2 separate regions of the Mus musculus genome follow, and region 1 is linked to region 2. A link is a contact called in public HiChIP or PLAC-seq data. All regions are on one chromosome and are shown on one strand. Each heading gives the region's core, a stretch centred on a gene start, on an enhancer-like site or on the middle of the called end of the contact. The rest is flanking DNA. Distances are from core to core; before and after follow the strand shown.

Evidence for each region. HiChIP or PLAC-seq counts read pairs in DNA pulled down with a chosen protein or histone mark.
Region 1: a contact with region 2 is called in an H3K27ac HiChIP or PLAC-seq map of bone marrow-derived dendritic cells, with 2.9 times the contacts expected there. The contact joins two enhancer-like sites. A contact is called at or near these places in 1 of 115 datasets of contacts at active chromatin or transcription factors (bone marrow-derived dendritic cells) and 1 of 9 other capture datasets (macrophages).

The regions. Positions count from the first base shown.
Region 1 is chr12:32,767,019-32,771,236 of GRCm38.p6, forward strand. Gm40376 (predicted gene, 40376) reads left to right here. Exons shown (of 3, transcript NR_168680.1): 2 at 3,035-3,133; 3 at 3,772-4,218. Among named protein-coding and RNA genes, the nearest start is that of Gm40376, 44 kb to the left of the region's middle. Within about 2 kb of position 1,578, at least 74 of the 459 cell types and tissues checked have an H3K27ac peak or open chromatin away from gene starts, as enhancers often do. A contact at or near this core is called in bone marrow-derived dendritic cells, where this site is marked.
Region 2 is chr12:32,189,032-32,193,345 of GRCm38.p6, forward strand. It overlaps Pik3cg (phosphatidylinositol-4,5-bisphosphate 3-kinase catalytic subunit gamma), which reads right to left. Exons shown (of 11, transcript NM_001146200.2): 10 at 3,049-3,206. Among named protein-coding and RNA genes, the nearest start is that of Pik3cg, 17 kb to the right of the region's middle. Within about 2 kb of position 2,085, at least 17 of the 459 cell types and tissues checked have an H3K27ac peak or open chromatin away from gene starts, as enhancers often do. A contact at or near this core is called in bone marrow-derived dendritic cells, where this site is marked.

The sequences.
Region 1 (4,218 bases), core at 328-2,827, 580 kb after region 2:
TGTTGAACTACCTCTTTCTGCAAAACAAGGAAATATGGAAACTGTTGCACTGCTGGAAACTCCCCTGCAGGACCCTCAGGGCCAGGCCTTGGTGAACTGAGTTCTGCTCTCAATCACGTTTTTCTACAGTCTGCTCACAAATGGCAAAGGAGTCCACACACATTCTTGTTGGCTATACCAAAGCAAGATGGGGGGGGGATTTTAAAACAGAGGGGTTTTTATTCTTTAATATTGGTGTGTATGGAGGTGGGCAACATCTCTCCTTCCATGAGTTTCTAGGATTAAACTCAGTTTATCAGGCTTGTGCAACAAGTACGTTTAGCCACTGAACAGTCTCGCCAGGCCCAAACCATGAGACTTTGATCCTTACGCAAAAGTCTAATTTCACTTCAGAATCACTTGCCATCTGGCAAAAGGTTGAGTGAAATTTCTAATGAAGGTTCAAGTCAAATGTGAATGACTAAACCAGAAGAATCCCCCAGTATATGGCCATCTCCTTTGTGTAGTACCAACAAGAGGTAAAAAGTTGGTGCTTTGATGCAGCAAACCTGCTCTATCAGGCCCCTGTACCTCCTTTCCTAGCCAAAGCCACTCCTCTGATGCAAGTTCCCTCATCTGTCATGGGGCAATAGCATGCACTTAGAAGTACTGCTGTTGAAATTCTGACAATATGTTGAAAATGCCAAGGACAATACCTGACATGAATAAGAACCATCTTCCAGACTAAATCTACTCAACAAGACTCTGCCAGGGGATCTATGAGAGCAAAGGCTTATAAAATAGGCCTGGTTTCAATAATGTGACATTAATTCAGTCACCCTTTTATCCTGGAAAGGGCATTAATTTCACTAACGTACAAGCAACGCAATGTTAGGTTACACACAAGCAGTCAGGATCATTCCTTCTCAGGGTTTAGTTTCACTGGAGCAAGATGACTTAGAAGGGTAAAGCAACCCCACACTACAGAACCATCCGGACTCTGGCGAGCAGTGTTAACAGAGCAGAATAAAAAATGAATGGAATGTTTGTGCTGGAACTTTAATAAGAATTTAGCTAGTTTCTACACTACCGGCACTGAAGGCTATTGCCTCCCAGATGGAAAGTTGATCTTGATCTTTTTTGGCTCTGGGTCCATCCTCCCTTTAGGAAAGTTAGACTCTCTTATGCAAACTGTTGCTCACAGGTGAAAGTGCTCCGTGCTACTTCCCTCAGTTTGAGGTGTCAGGAAAGACTCTTGGGGGCAGTTCTATTCCACATGACCTAGTGGAGAACTGAAGACCCTTCAGGTGACTCTAGAAGTTACACAGAGTCCAAGACAGGTCTGGACCCAGGCACACACACCCCCAAAGCATGTTCTGATGGAATTGGAAGTGCCAGTGACCTTGAAGCATTTGCTTGTTTACTCAGAATGCTTAGGAGCTGCCCCCTCCACTGTGTTGCCCTGTACATTGTCCCATGCCCTAAGCTTGGATCATACCCAACTATCCAAATAATCTTGACGCCTTTTTCTGGGGAGTGGAAGACTGGCAAGCCACCAAGCCCTGGGTGAGGTGCCAAAGTCCTTGTTATGTAAGAAACCTGGTTGCCACCCTCATGAGAGTGTGGGAGTTTCATAATGCTGTGTCATTCCCCTGGTAGAAGTGATGTGTGATTTGGCAGTTTCTAAAAGCAAAACCAGAATATCATGAAGACAGGGTCTCAGTCAGATCTGCAAAAACAAAAATCCATTTCCTTGATTTCTAACCAATGTGCCCAGAACATTATTTTCAACTAAGAGTCTCAATGTCCAACCTGTTAAGACTGTCTATAACTTATTCAAGCTGGTTTATATTTTGAAATTAGGGAGCCTTGACTAATAAACTGGAAGAGATTTGTAGGGAGCACCTCAAGCAACTAACAACAGTATCTATGACGTCCATTGCAATTCTTGGCATCATGCCAGCATTTCAGGCTTCTCATTCCCTCCACCTGACTTTTTGAAACAAATACTATTACTCCTCCATTCTACAAAAAGGGAAACTTGAACACAAATTGGGTAGGTCCCCCTAATCCTGAGTCAAAAGAATCTCCCCTCTTCTTCAAGCTGCCCATCCTGGAGCTCAGAGACGTGGGATCCAGTTCTCATCTCCCTTTCTCCTTCCTTACTCTCAATTCCAGTCCCTCTCCCTCCCTTTCCTCCTTCCCCCTTCTCTGCCTCTTCTCACATCCAGTAAATCATTAAACTCTATCTTGCTAAAGCTGATGGATATTTTAATCAGTCACCACCCTTTACATCTGTAGAACGTGTCATAGAAACTCTTTTTCTGAGATGCACATCAACAATGTTAATTCCTATTTTATAAAGGACATTAGTCATTTGGGCACTATACCCAAACCCTTGACTGTGTTGAAGAAACTTCTCTGTGTGTCCTGATGAGAGTTGCTCACATGTTTCCTTCTCTCTGTGTAATGTACAACTTGACTACCAGACCTGGATTTAGCAGCCCAGTTGTTCCAGCCCTGAGATGCCAAGTCTGTATCTGTGAAGAAGACAAGAGAGTTGGGATATTAGCTATCGTGGCTAGTAGCCGGGATCTATAAGGAGTTATTTCTACTTGTGGTAATATTAGAAACAGAATCCAGTTGTGTAAGGTCCACAGCTTCCATGCCTGCCCATTGTTCTCACTTGTCTCCTGAGATCTAGGGCCAATTAGACATTTGAGATTGAGTATCTCTCTTAATTATTGAAGAAAACCACAAATTCCATCATTAATGAGAGGTGGGTATTTGGCAATCAAACAGAAGCTGGTAGATAAAGGAAGCCCAGACTCAAGTATTTCCAGTGCACATGAGGTGTAATGTGTCCATTGAACGCACGTATTTTTGGAAACTATCCTGCCACCCTAGAACGATGAGAACATTGGAGGCAATGGGCTTCTTTTCTCTGAGAATATAAAGGAAGGGAACAACAATCTTAAGTAACCAAACTATGATCTTATGCCTTGGACTGAACCTAGGGACCTTCAACATCTGTGCAAATGTTTGTCTCTTTCAGAAGCCGTACTCAAGAGCTGAAAACCAGAAGCGTTGCTTGATACTACAGATCACCAAGTCACCTCACTGGTTGGATTCACAGCTGTGCTGCGATTTGTGTGTGTGTGTCTAAAAATGAAAAAAGTTTCATTCCTGTATCTGCAAGCCTTACAAAGAGCCTGGCTCTTATCCAATAAATCCTTATGAAATCAATGAAAGTGAAAAACCCACTTTCTTCTTACTTTGAACAAACAAACAAGAAAGAAAGAAACAGCAGCAACAACAAAACCCCTATATCAATAGTTCCACTCCCTGTGCAGCTCTTAGTTCATGATCAACAATGCAGACTTTTCCAAATGTCTGTGATCTAGGCAGGTAATCCCAGGACTCCTATTTTATGAGGAGAATTTCAGACTTTCGGCTCCTACCAGATGTATCCCACAGCCCCTCACCAGGTCAAAATGCACATTCTGATGTCATCTCCTAATCTGAAGGTCTCAGTAGCTTATTCAGAGCTTTCTGGTGCCTTCCATGTTCCTAGTCTGGATTTAAGTCTAGATTCCCCATTTCCTAACTGTGTAACCATACAAATTGCCCCTCTCTCTTCTAGTTCCTCATCTGTTATGTGGGTATAAGAATAGTTCAGTTTTAAACATTATCTTATCCAAATAGTATACAGCATCGTACTTGCCTGGGTCTCTTGTTTTTTGGCTGGATAAATAATAACAAGCTTCCATCTTTGCTCTTGTGTATTCACAGTTTCAAGAACGTCCACACACGTGAGAAAGCCTGGCGATTCTCAGTCTTTGAACAGTATGTGCATCAGACTGGTGCTTAGCTGAATCCTTCTACCCTTTTGCCCTTGGTCCATGCCGTTTCCAGAATACTGCATCTGATGTTCCAGAGAGATAGGAAAATGGCCAGTTAGATCTTTATCACAGTCTGCTCTCACATTAACTGGTTGACCTCTGTTTCTCTTTGGTGTTTGTCCCACTGGTTCTGCACAAACATCTCCCTTTTAGAACACAGTGAACTATATCAACAATTCTGTTCCATTCTTTACTGCATCTACTAAAAGGGACAGAGAAATTTTTAGAAAATAACCAGAAATTGAGGGCTGTCTGCCTTTTGGTTTAAGGTGGTGAGTCGCAACCTTTCTAATGCTGCAACCCTTTAATACAGTTACTCATGTTGTGGTGACCCCCG
Region 2 (4,314 bases), core at 835-3,334:
TGCTGCAAAGGTTGCTGGCTTGCTTTCATATGTAGAATTTTTATAGGAAAGCAAAGAGCTGGGTTGGAGACCCAGTGTACCATGTCGGAGCTAGCCTGGAGACCCAGTGTACCATGTCAGAGCTAGCCTGGAGACCCAGTGTACCATGTCAGAGCTAGCCTGGAGACCCAGTGTACCATGTCGGAGCTAGCTTCATTGCTGTCTCAACATCTTCTGGGAATCTTAAACAACACCGTTAAACCATGTTTCCAGTGAAGATGTCCTACCTTCCTGCATCCCATGATCTAGACTTTAACTTTATTGCCACACACAACCAGGAACCACCCTGTGATCTCAGATCATTTAGCAACCTTAGAACACAGCTACTTGAAGTATCACAGATTGTGTGTGTATGTGTGTGTGTGTGTTTGTGTGTGCAGCAGGAGAAAGAGAGAGAGAGAGAAGAAAAGAAAGAGAAAAGAAATGAAAGAAAAGGCAGATGATAATTTGTCCAAGTCTGGAGTTAAATGATGGAGCTCAGCTGCCCATTTTTGTCAAACCTTGGGAATTCTTCCTGTGGATAATTTCCTGCTTCAGTGGTTAGCTTTCTCTTGTGTGCGGAGGATGAATGGGCTTGGGGTGGGGGATGGGATAGTGTGAGAACAGGTAGAGGCGGGATTCAGTTCTCTCTTTAACTATAATAGGCTACTTGGCCATGTTTTCTATATTGCCCAAGATCTCATTTCAAAAAATGGATTCTTAAAATTTTCAATTTGGAAATTGTAAGAACATTTCCATTTCAAGTTGGGAGACTTGCCTGATGTCTAACGCAACGATAACAGAGTCTCTGCTGTGGTCTGAGATGAGCTACTCATTCTGTATTCTTCATTGCAATGATGCTGAGCAGCCGGCTCTTACCACTGCTATAGCCACAATGCTTTCTCTAGGTCTAGAGCAGTGGTTCTCAACCTTCCTGGTGACCCCCAGCAATAAAAGTCTTTTCATGGCTACGTCATAACTGTAATTTTTCTACTGTTATGAATTATAATGTAAATATCTGATATGCAGGATATCTGATATGTGACCCTTGATATGTGAAAGGGGGTCACAACCCACAGGTTGAGAGCCACTGGTTTAGAGTCATGGGGCTAATGGTCGTGGTTTGGAACCTTCAGAGCTGTGAGCTAAATAAAAGCTTTCTCTTTATAGTGCTAACTAGATCAATAGTATCTGGAAAAACCATAAGTAGGCCATGTTCCTTCTTTACAGATGAAGAAAGTAAGGTTCTAAAAGGCTAAGTGACTGCCATTGTGGACACAGCTGTTAGCATACTTAGATCTGTCGGCTACAAAGGCCACACCTTTGATCCCTGTGCTACTGGTTAGTATGTAGGTAATACTCAGAACACAGGTGTGTAAAGCACAACACAATTCACAGGAATGTGCTCTGGGCGGTGCATGCTGTATGGACATCATGTGACTGGAGGAGGTTTAATTGTTTAAGAAGCAAGCTTGATCGGAAAGGATAGAGAGATGTTACAGACTGTGAGAAAACCCCCACACGTGTTGCTCTGAGTTGATGTTGCTGGGTGGGGCAAGGATCCTCTCCTGGCTTCCTCATTATGAAGATCTTTTCATCACAAACGTTTTAAAACTGAAAACCATCGCAGAAGCAACAAAGAAAGCTAAAGGGGAAAACTGCTGGGATTTGGTGGTGTGACATGAACTCTGTGTGAGTCTGTAAGGACAAAGGGATGGACTTCTAGGAAATTTCACTCATTAGAAGAAGGAAGAGACCATGTATCTATAGGAAAGAAGAGACTCACGTCTAAGGTAGAATTCCATGCATTTATCTAACACATTCTGAGCTGTTGTCATGCCCTGTCTGAAGCTAGTCATATCAACCTCACTTTCAAGAGAGTAAAACTGAGCGCTTTCTCTTCTTTAAGTAGTAAAGTCCTTCTGCTCCCCCCATGAAATGTGTCCAGTTTTTGGAAACTGTCTGAAACCCAACTGAGTGTGTGCAAAAGAGCACATACCCAAACTCCTAAAACTGAGCCGAGAGTGTGAGTCATGCCATTACCAACAAGACAGCCAGCCAGTAGATCAAAGCACAAGTTACAAAACAACACGAGGAAGTAGCTCTTCCCCTATAGTTCAAGGCGCATGTCCTTTCCCAAGCTCATGCTGGATTTGAAGGAAAAGCCTTCTCCCTCAGATGTGGAGTGCAAATCAAACCACAGTGAAGGCACACTAAGGAAGGTGGCTGTGTTCAGACAAGGCAAGGCAAAGGTCACTCTTGGTTTCTGTTTTGTGACTCTGTTGTTATATATTCAGTATGCTTACAAATTTTCTGAATTGTATTCATTCACAGCTATTATAAGATGCTCTCATTGTGTGTTTATATCCAAATACTCCTGTGGGGGCTTGTTTGCAGGCTAGTGGAACCAGAGCTCACAGCAGAGCCTGTGGCCAAGCTGATGAGACTGCCAACAAGAAAAGGACTACTCTTAATACCAGCAAAATCAGTATGTGCAACAAGATTCCCCTGTTGGTATTATGATAAGTACACACACAGTACCAAAAATCAAGTGAAGCTCACGATTGTTTGCAAGCCCCGAAACATAGTTGAAGTTTGAATCTTCTACTCAAAGCCTTGAGTAGATCAGTCTCCATAACTGTCCTTCTTTGAAGCTGTCCTGAGCACCTAGCCTGCCCTCAGAGGTCTGTGGTCCCCGGGGCCACCCCTTATGGAGCATTTTTACTTGCTGTTTGGTTTTAGTGAGCAAATCCCTGAAAGCCTCACTTTGTATGTCCTTGTGGAATGAACAGAGGTGAGGAGGAGGAAGGAGGGCGGCCATATCATAAGGGTAGGGAGAGGCGATTTCTACAGTGTGATCGGTTTGTACTGGCAGGAGGTGAGGAGGACTGCGGTGACATACCTGGAATTTCTGGAAGGACTGCGGTGACATACCTGGAATTTCTGGAAGGACTGCGGTGACATACCTGGAATTTCTGGAAGGACTGCGGTGACATACCTGGAATTTCTGGAAGGACTGCGGTGACATACCTGGAATTTCTGGAAGTGTGGACTTGTCTTTTTTCCAGAAGATCCCATCACAAACAAGAAGTCTGGGGTTAGGACGAAGGGCACTCTCTCTTTATTGATGCCCAGGAAACTCTTGTAATTCCCAAGAATGTGTCCGAAGTCTATATGAAATAGGTTTCCTTAAGAGAAGAAAATGCCTGGTGTCATTACCTGGTGTAAGTGTTTATTAACATTTTGGTCTTTTTTTTTTTTGAAAAAAAATTCAGTTGCCTGAAAATGAACTATTTTGAGTGAGAGCACTTTATCCTCTTTTATTATTAGCGTTTGATATTTTCAGCCTTAACAGGTGCTTGAAAGCAGTAGCCACAAAGCTTTCAGACAAAACCAAGTGTGTTTTTTGATAGGTTTGTTCTTTAGATGATACCAAGATGTCATTAAAAACAAGCAAGCAAGCAAGCAATCTAACAAGCAAACTTGTCTCCAAAGTACTCTTAGACAGGCAAATCAAAACTCTCGCTAAGGTGTGACCATCATGCTAAAGAGACTTATGTCCTTCATGTAACCAACAAACTGGTGCTGTATTTTGTCTGCCAAGAGTGATGTTATTAATGTTTTACTTTTAAGTAGTGCTATAGAAATACCATTTTGAATCTTTTTGGGGTCAGCTTCTAACACTATTGCCAGCAGCACGACCATATTAGTTTTTGTTTATTTGGTCTTTTAGCATTTCTATAATCCGCAAATGGACTGTTCTTTTGTGTTGACCCTGTTCTTGCAAGGAATAGGTATTTCACACCAAGCTCCTTTGCTTGTTCCTAAACTCTACTCTTTAAAAATAATTTTTGTGTTAAAGTCTTTCTATGTAGCCCAGGCTAGCTTTGAACTTGTGTTCCTTTTCCTTAGGCCTCCTGAGTGTTGGACTTATAGACATTGCCTACCACGCCTAGAAGACTATAAAACTGGATTCAGATTTCATATATGACCATTTCATGGTATGGTGGCCATTACAGGCCACTGCCAGGGTAGTGTGAACCAGTATGGCTGCGAGAGTTAGGGACTCAGGTGTTTTAGAAGAGGGACAGCTCATGTGCTTTTATTATTTGGTCTAGTTGGATCTTGCAACATTTGACATTGCTGATGCCTCCTTCTGAGCTATGGTCCCCACTCTCTCTTTTTACTTCTCCCTGTAATTTTTTCCTTTATTTTAGTCTTTATTTCCTTTATTTCCTCCTTTTTCTTCCCTTACCCATTAACCCTCAAGATGGGTGGTCTGTCTACAGTAACCAG